Regions from separate parts of the Hordeum vulgare genome. Here region 1 is linked to region 2. Evidence: chromatin contacts called from public Hi-C data. All regions are on one chromosome and are shown on one strand. The core of a region is the stretch at or near the end of the contact, and the rest is flanking DNA. Distances in the headings are between cores, read along the strand shown. Region 1 has its middle 93 kb from the start of LOC123446515. Region 2 has its middle 110 kb from the start of LOC123450565.

The links. A called contact is a pair of places that touch in the nucleus more often than the background predicts.
Region 1: a contact with region 2 is called in a Hi-C map of leaf, with 2.6 times the contacts expected there. The contact joins two enhancer-like sites. A contact is called at or near these places in 2 of 6 Hi-C or Micro-C datasets (leaf and seedling).

The regions. Positions count from the first base shown.
Region 1 is chr4H:403,501,005-403,506,066 of MorexV3_pseudomolecules_assembly, reverse strand. No RefSeq gene overlaps it. Among protein-coding and RNA genes, the nearest start is that of LOC123446515, 93 kb to the right of the region's middle. Within about 2 kb of position 2,201, at least 3 of the 3 cell types and tissues checked have open chromatin away from gene starts, as enhancers often do. A contact at or near this core is called in leaf, where this site is marked.
Region 2 is chr4H:403,152,931-403,157,509 of MorexV3_pseudomolecules_assembly, reverse strand. No RefSeq gene overlaps it. Among protein-coding and RNA genes, the nearest start is that of LOC123450565, 110 kb to the left of the region's middle. Within about 2 kb of position 2,684, at least 2 of the 3 cell types and tissues checked have open chromatin away from gene starts, as enhancers often do. A contact at or near this core is called in leaf, where this site is marked.

The DNA of each region.
Region 1 (5,062 bases), core at 952-3,451, 350 kb before region 2:
GACTTGTAACAGCCCGGAACCGACGCTCCTGAAGATTCCCCTTTTATTCCATTGTCATCGTGTGATTATTTCGGCTCTCGCATTCATCATTGAATCATTCGCATCATCCGCATTGCGTTGGCACTCCGTTGCCGTCATTTTTCAAAACTTGCGTACATTATTAGTTGCCGGTTCTCTCCGTTTTTGTCGTTGACCATTTCGAGACCAACCACACACACATGCACGTGCGGCATCATTTCAATATCGTTTTTAAAAGTGTGTATAAAACTTTCTCAGATTGGGTTCAAAGTTGGCGTGTGGTCTTATTTTAAAGTACGTAGGCCGTCTACCAAATTTCATCGCAACGAAGTCCGTTTGATACCCGAATGGTCGACCGTAGCGGCACCATCATCGGTTTATTCGTCGAACGTATTTCAGTTTTATTAACTCCATGCCGGGCCGCAAACCGCCCACTCATCTCAGCCCAACACCCCCTATACAAACCACTAACCCATCTAGCCTTGCCTTCGCTTCCGGGCCGTCCGATTGAGACCAAACGGTCCAAAAATGGGCAATTTCCACTAAACCTAGACCCTATTTCCTATTTAAGGAGACCTACCCTGCCTATTTGGGCGCTACCCTAAGGCCAACTCCAGCGCGCGACCCCATGCGGACGTCCATTTTTCCCGGATTCTGTCTGTTTGGGGCGGGCGATGGGGTCGTGTCTGGGCCATTTCTCGCATGTGGTGGCCGTGCGCCCAACGCGCGGGCGCATCCTTGGGCGCATCTTCAAACACAAGCATTCGAATAGCCACGACCCATAGTTCATGCAAGCGGTCCTAGATCACGCTGGCAACAGAGCCAGCGGCCGGCAACATAGCCGGCCTCCAAAAAAGAATAGTTTTTTCACTGGCAACACATCGAGTGGAGGGAAACCGGGCAACAATGGCATGGTCAACGATATCGGGGAGGGGCACTCCGGAGGCTGGACGACCGACGAGCCTGTTCTCGCCGGCCCGACGGGCGCAACCGGGAAGCTCATCGGACGACACAACCCCATCATGAGGAGGGCGTGCGCTTTGCTGACGATGGCCTCCTTCTCTTGAGCATCGGCCTTCTGCCACGCGGCCTCCAACACAGCGCGCTCGATGGCGTACGCGGTCGCTGCGTCCTTCCTCTTCGTCTTCGCCCGTCGGTTCCACCTCTTGGCCGATTCCGCGTCCAGCTTTGCGATCTCCTTCGGCGTGAGTTCTGACCGCGACTTCTTCGTACCCTTGGGCGCCTTCTCCTTCTTCGCCTTGGTGGCCGGGACGACGGTCGGGTCATCGGAATTCGGTGGGGGATAGGCCATGGCGGGAGATGGCGGGCGGAGGGGAGGGCGGGGCGTGGGAGGGTTTTGGGGGGAAATGAAATGGAATGGGGCATGGGGAAGGGAAGGTCGTGCTGCTTTGTGCCGCCAATGGGAGGGCCATGGGAGGACAAACGCACGCGTCTCACCCTCAGCGCGGCGTTCGCGCGCTGTCCATTTCACCTCAAAATCGGACCAAGTTTGGGTCGTGAATGGGCCAAAAGCGGACAGAAAACGGACAAACGTCCATTTGCGCCCGCACGCTAGGCCGCCTGATGTGTTCATTTTACCCCAAACGGATGCGAGTGGACATGATAAGGCCGCGCGTTGGAATTGGCCTAATCCACCTCAGAATCCGCACCGCTGCCAGCCACCTCCTACCTCTCTCCTGCAACCCCGTTGCCCCCTCTCTCGTGCAACCCCGTTGCCCACCTGGTGCCTCCACCGTGCCACGCCTACACAGCCCACATCCGGCCCGCCCGGGCCTGGATCGAACCGCCCCGCCTCTTGCGAACCCGCTCGCGAGCAGCCCCGCACCCTGCCTCGCTAGCTATAGCCTCTTGAGAGCTCGTGCCTGAGCTCTCCCCGCACCTCCACCCCGCCGTACACTCCGGCTGGCCACCGGGGGGATCTCCGCCATCACCGCCAGTCGGCCCTAGCCAGAGTCACCGGAGCCCTGTTGCCGAGTCCCGTGCGCCCCGTGTCGCCGGTCCTTTCCGATGGAGGCCACCAGACCACCAGCCTCCGTCGGATCCGGCCGACCCTGACCCATCGGTGTCCAAATCCACCGAAGCCCCGTCGGCCTCCACCCTCTTGTCGCCCTCTGGCTGGTTTGCCCCGCCGCCACCGTCGCCAAGGCCCACGCGCTCCTCCCCTCGAGCCCTGCTCGCCCGCCAGCCTGTTAGGCCTAGTGGTGAGCTCCAGCCCACTCTGTTATATTGCACCTCAGGCACTATGCAGTTATCCAGCACCCATACGTGTTAGCCCACTAGCTGCAGATTCGGCTCATGTGCTACTTATTTTCTGCGGACAAATTTAGCAACTATCTAGTGCATTATTAATTATATAAAAATACATATTTTTAAAATCTCATAGTTAATTAACCATGCATCGGATGAAAATAAATTAGATATGTAAACAACTTAAAATTTTGTGTAGTTTCACAATATCCAACTCTCACATGTGTTTAAAATGCCTAAACTTGATGTTTAATTAAATTTCTTAAATGCCATGTTAGAAATGGTTCATGTCATAACTAATTAACCGTAGCTCCGACTAAAATGTTTCACATATGTAACTTGGCTAGAAACATGTGTAGAATAACATGATAGCATTTATTTTGCTATTTAACAACTCTAAAATTGTGTTTTAGGGATATATGTAGCAAATTCAAAATTACATATGGGGACTTTATGAAATTGTTATTCGTTGGTATGGCCTCATTTGAACTTGCGTAGAATTTCATGTAGATTCATAATGTCATGTTGCATCCATGTTTTAACATGTTGTGTCTGTCATTTGCATGCATTTTACATTCATGCCATGTCATCTTGTGTTGCTCATATCTTTTAGATTGTAGCTTCGTTTTAGATGATATATATATATATGTGTGTGTGTGTGTGTGTGTGTGTAAATTGACTAGAATGACGTGTAGATTCACACGGTCCACTTTATTTTGCTGTTTAGTACATATAAAACATGTGTAGTTCATATGTGGACCAATTTCGAAATTAACACATGGGGTCATTTCGGAAATACTATATGTTGTTGCAGACCTCATTTAAAATCCCTGGATAGTGTAGTTTATTTATGCTTCACCTCTTGCCATGTTTAACAACATTAAACATTGTCGTGTACCTAAACGAGAGTGAACTAAGTAATTCAAATATGAAGTTTCGTCAATATGCAACTCGTTGCATATTGAGCTTCACTTAATGTGTAGTATTCAGTTGTTGTGATGAGCCATGCCTTGCATAATTAAACCAGACATGCATCATATTTGATTGTGCATCTTGTCATGAATATGTGTGGTGTTATTGAGTGTTGATTGTTGTTATGGATTGTTTCTTCTCGATAGACTTCCGAACCGCTTCGGAGTGTGAGGACCCGTACGACTATGTTGGTTCGTCTGCTTCACGGATTCGTTCTTCTTCCAAGCGGGATCATAGGCAAGATGACCATTTCCCTAGACACCATTACTATCATTGCCATGCTAGTTGTCTCATTTCTTTCGCTATGTCTCGCTGCTTACCACTTAAATGTCAGCTTCCCAACATTGCCATGAAAAGCCTCTAACCGTTCCACAACCCGGCAAACCACAATTTGGCTTACCGCTTGATCAACCTTATTATAGCGTTGCTAGTTGCAGGTGCAGTTGATTCCATGTGAAAACATGGGTTCTTGTTATATCATCATATTATCGTTATTTAATTTAATGCACCTATATACCTGGTAAAAGACGGAAGGCTTAGCCTTTTGGCTGGGTGTTTTGTTCCGTCTTTTCCGCTTTAGTTTCGGCTACCGGTGTTATGTTCTATAAATGAGCGCTCCTAACATGCTTGGGATTATTATGGGGACCCCCTTGATTTTAGTTTTGGGATAAAACTCTTTCGGCAAGGCCCAACATTGGTCCTATATTTGCCCAACATAATAATACTGAACACCGTTAGTAACACATAGGAAGTCAGCGCTACCCGTGGATTAATTCAATACAATATAGAGGGGCTAGTGCTGATGGTGTTGGTCCCAGACAGGCATACCGCGGGGCCACCACGGGAAACTCGAGGTTTGGTTTTACTCATAGTGTGACTCATCCGTCGTGTCCTGAGAACGAGATACGTGGCTCCTATTGGGATCGTTGACACGTGGGCGACCTTGCTGAATTTGTTTTACTTTTCTTGGACATCTTGTGCGAGGGATTCTCAGGATACTTTGGGCTATCTTGAGGGTTAGGTTTTCCACCAGGAATCCGAGGAGATCACGGGTTTTCCCGCGGTCGAGGTTTCCAACGCAGCGTGTGGAAGTTTGTGATGGACTAGTTGGAGCACCCCTGCAGGGTTAAATCTTTCGGAAATCCGAGCCCACAGTTATGTGGAAAACTGGGAAACTTTGTTTAACATCCGTTTCTAGATAACTTGAAGTAAACTTAATTAAAATATGCCAACTGTGTGCGTAACCGTGACTGTCTCTTCTCGCGAGTTCTGCATCCGGAAGAGGACAAGGTGTGGTTATGTTTGACGTAAGTAGGTGATCAGTATCATTCATTTGATCATTGTTAGTTCACGTTTGTTTATGCTTGGATCATCCCCTTTTTATTCTTGTACTCTTAAGTTAGCCACTCAAATAAATGCTTAGTTGCTTGCTGCAGCCTCACCACTTAACCATACCTCACCCATTAAGCTTTGCTAGTCTTGATACCTTTGGAAATGAGATTGCTGAGTCCCTGTGCCTCACAAATTACTACAACAACAGTTGCAGGCACAGGTAAAGCGATACTTGGACATGAGCACGATGATTGTGCTATTTGGAGTTTCTTCTTCTTCTTCATCGATCTAGGAGGGGTTCCACGCCGGCAGCCTGGGATAGCAAGGTGTGAAGTCATTATTTTATTGTTTGTTTTCGTTTGTAGTCCGATCCGACTCTTCTACATGGTGATTGAATATGTTGTTGTATTCATATGATCTTGATGTAGCCTGTGGCGAGTGTAAGCCAATTCCATGTACTCATATCTTTTGT
Region 2 (4,579 bases), core at 1,435-3,934:
CGCCTACTTCGTGAAGATCTATCCCGAGTGAGGCTAGTCCTTCGTGGACGTAAGCCGTGATGGAATAGACAAGATTGCTTCTCCGTTGACCCTTCGTGGGTTGAGCCCTTCGTGGACTCTCACGGTCATTACCCTACATGGGTTGAAGTCCTCATCAACGTGGACGTATGGTAGCACCATCTATCGGAACCACGCCAAAAATTATCGTGTCAATCTTTGCGTTTGATCCTCCTATCCCTACCCTCTATTTAAATATGCATATTTTTACTTTCCACTCCTATATTCTTAGACTTGCATATGTAGGATGTGCTTGACTTGATACAATTGCTAAAACTTGCCCACAATTAAAATTAGAAAAATAATAAGTTTTTATTTGGTCAAGTAGTATAATCATCCCTCTCCTCTCTAGACATACTTTGAATACTACAACTTTTCACATACTTTGATCATGAAATGCGTGATTAAGCAACTCATATTTGACTCTAAAATGATCTGAGTGAGCATATGTGGGCTCACGTGGTAATCAATAGAATGTATCTGGCTCTTGCTCTTTTTATTGTATTTATGACAAATTTTATTTGATTTGTAAACTATGAGATTTTTTTATGAAATTATGTAATTTTTATTCGGATCTGGTTAAAACTCTGATCAAAGTTGATATGTATGTAAAAAATATATAAAAATATGATCGAACGGACCATACAAATAAAATGAGTCAGCGTGTTGAACACACTAACAAATAAGACGGGACACCTCACAAAATACTAACCCAAACAAACAAAAAGTAGAGAAAAATCACGTTCATTTGCAACGGCGGGACCCGAACTCTATAACGGCAGTGCGTCCGATCATGCACGGGCCATGCTTCTACCACGTCCCTGCATGTGCCATGTACGTAGTCAGAAAAAGACTGAGAAACACGTTTGCACTTTAGAGTAACTTCAGCCACGTGACTCAAACGGATGCGAGTTTTGTTCATTTAGGTCAGCCCGTGAATATTCATGTCCGTTTTTTAAAATGGATCAATGTTTGTGTTCAATGCTAACATGGTTCATTTTTAAGACGGTATGAAAAAATACATCATAAATATTTGAAAATAGAAAAGGGTGATTGAACATTAATGTTGGCCTTAAAGATCAATGATAGTCCCACGAGTCCACATTGCATTAAATAAAAAAACTTACTTAAACTGAAATCAAAGAGGCGTGTTGCCCTAGGCGTCCTCGAGGCCAGTAAGGTCGACGAGCGTCTACGTCTGGCCAGCCCAGCCCAGGGGAAGGCCGTCTCCGAGGCGGTGGCGACGTCGTTCGTCGGTGGATGCACCACCGTTGGCTGGGCTTCAGCACGACGCATTCCCTTCTCGGCTTCAGCGTCGCGCTCGAGCTGCTCGAGTCGCTGGCCCTCGAGGCTCTCCTTCGCCAACCACTATTGCCACCAATACTCCACGTAGGCCTGCTCCTGTTTCAGCGTCGCCCCCAATCAAACGGATGGTGTGCTCACCCACTCGCGCACCATCCCGTTCGAGATGTACTGCTCGATCTTCACGGGGTCGGCCCTGGCTTGCCCTTGGTGGGGGACGGCGGGGCCAGCGACGGCACGACGCAGTCGTCGACGGCGTAGAGCACCATTGCCTCCGCCAACCGCGCCTGGTAAGCCGCCTCCTCCTCCTCCTCCTCCTCCTTGCGTTGCTCTTCCTCCTCGCTTTCACGGAGGACGGTCGTTAGCGCCTCTTGGTAGGCGGCCTCCACCTCCTGGTTCTCGTCGTGCACGACAAAGAGGCGGCGGGGTGCCAGCCCCCACGTTGCGGACGCCACGCCGGTGCTGCTTCAAGTGCTCCGAGGCAAACCAGACTTTTCAATCAGGAGAGTCTGGAACGTACGCGGGGTTGAACCACTGCTCAGGCGTCAGCTGTTATCGTCGACGCCGAACCTCCACCGCATGCGCCCGCATCGACTGCGGTATTTGTCGGCACTGAGATCCTCTCCGGATCCAAGTGCCACTCATGTGGCAACATCACGTCGGGGTAGGGGAGAGGGATACGGTGCTCCCAGTGCCACCTCGCCTGGTGCATTGGGACGCTTATCCGCTGCCGAGGCGGGCGGGAAGACGACGGCGAGAGGAGCACACACCAAGAGAGGGCTCGAGCCTGCGTCGGAGAAGAAACCCGTGGTGATGGCTAGGGTTTGTCGTCAACGGGGAAACAACGGGGTAGCTAGATGGGGCGGCTTTGTGGGAGAGAATGAGCCCCCTCCCCCTCCTCCACACACGCTCGGATTAAAGAAAGACGCCCGTGGTCGTTGACGCGTGAGCCCGGGATAAATGGTCATCATCTCTTTACAAAACACGGACGGTAATTGATCAACCGCTACGTGGGGGCGGGACAGACATCGAAAGGGCACACGCCGCGTTCGCGTCGACGCATTTTAATCTTAAATTTAAGTTTAAAATGAATCGGCGCGAACGACTATCCAAAAGGACACGTGCGGACGAACCTGTTGAAGTTGCTCTTACGTACCAGTTCGTTGCGTGGAAGCATCCGGTGAGTACGTGCAAGCTGGCGAGGCGGGGTGAAGAACTGAAGATCGAAGACGGCGCCACGGAGGCAGCCGATGACCTGCCTGCTGGCTGAGCCGCCAGCTTATGGTCACATCGAAGCGGCTGGTCGATCGTCTCTCTGGGTATGTGCTCAGTGCTCGTGTCGTGTCCGGGAAAGCGACACGGTTCTGGTTAGTCCCACGCTTGGCCTGTTCGTCACAGATGACGCGGAACTTATTGGCGCCTCGGCACTGATAATATCTCGCGTGAACCGCACATGACAGCGTTGGCGTGTAGTAGTACAATAGCTAGTAGAAGACGTCGTATGGTACAGGTGCAACGAGGTACTGGCAAGCCATGGGAGTGGGACGTACGCACGTCGTAGCTTGTCAATTTGATGATCAGACGACGCGCTCACGCTGCATTGACTTGTTCCATTAACGGTGTCACCGCGAGCTGTTTATGTTGCTTTCCACTCTGGATGTATTTGGTTCCACAAATTTTCCCCGTTATCCGATTACGCCGCAAACTGATACTGTTAATCATGTTTGTTTGGCCCGCCCGTAAACAAGTACTACCACGTAAACAGATTACAATGCAAGTCTCCGTTGATTTCCGCCGACCCCTCACCGAAAACAGATACCATTCCCCATTGCAGCTTCGTCCTCGTCTAGCTACGGTTTCATCGAGATCGATCCATCCGCTCTCAGTGGCTCGGTCCCCTCCGCGATTCCGCCCCCAATGTTGTACATCGAGGCTCGCGGCGGCGCTGGTCTCACACCGTACCTCGATCAACTCTGCTTGATGTGCAGGCTCGCGGAGACGTCATGAGAGGAGCAGCGGGGCGGCGGCGCAGGCAGTCGCGCCATTAGAGGTCTCCAACTATGACTACGTGCTTCACCAGCAGGTCTCCAAGCTGCTCGAGCATGCGTTCTCGTAACCATCATCGGTGGAGGCAGCGCTCGATGGTGGGGATGCCGGGGCTAAGGAAAAGGATGGTTCCTGGGTCGACGGCGTCGAAGACGACAATATAGCTGATGGGAATGATTACGGTTACAGTTCGCAGGCAAACAAAGTTCCATTTTTCTCCATTTCATTTACAGTACCGGTGTGACCTCATTCCATTTACGTTCGCGTTACCTTTGATGAACCAAACACCTCCAGAATGGTTCCTCGCTGGGTTGCAGCCAATTTTGTGCACTCACTCTTGTCATGTATAGAGTCCTGAAAAAGTTCATCGACACATCTACAACCTTCGTCTCAAACCCTACTCAAATATTCGGAGGAATGGATCGGTCGCTGGCCGTTTAAAAAATGTCAATATATATAGGTGCTTTAGATCCAATTCGAACGTTCGGACTAATTAACACTCCTCATATTTACCTCATATATAAAGTGAATATGAGGTATGTGAGCACGTCTGTCATGTTGAATCTGACAGACCTACCCTATAATAAATTGCATCAAATTCCTTCAAACTTATCCGATTCATTTGCGCCGGACTACGTCATGCCTTCTATGTATTGAACACATTGTCCAACTAGCTTTTCATGATTTTTTCTATAAGCTTGATGAGAATGATTGAAAAAGTAAGTTCTCATACTTAAAAACTTTCTCACGGTTTATAGTTGCCATCGATGCTCGCCTTGGAAGGATATGAGCTCCTTCATAAAGTGAGCATTGATAGCCCCTATTAAGAAAGAGTAACTTAATGCTTTTGCACGCGTGGTTATTTAAGTCTGTCGTGGCCCTCCTCCTCCGACGAGGTGGGACTAAAAGCCCTCAACCAGGCCGGCCCAACACGCATGTTTTCATACTGGAAAAAATTTATGAACAATTTTATGGTGTTTACACAACCCCGCCGGCCCAACATCGACTAAAACATCCAAAATGATTACGTGTCTTTGCATGTATTGTTTTAAATATAGGGTTTACAGTTGTAAATGAAAAAAATTGAGGCCCGCCTCATCACTGTATGAAGGCGTGTCTGAACGCGTCCATAGATGTATAGAAACTCAGATTGGCCTATCATTGATGTAGATGC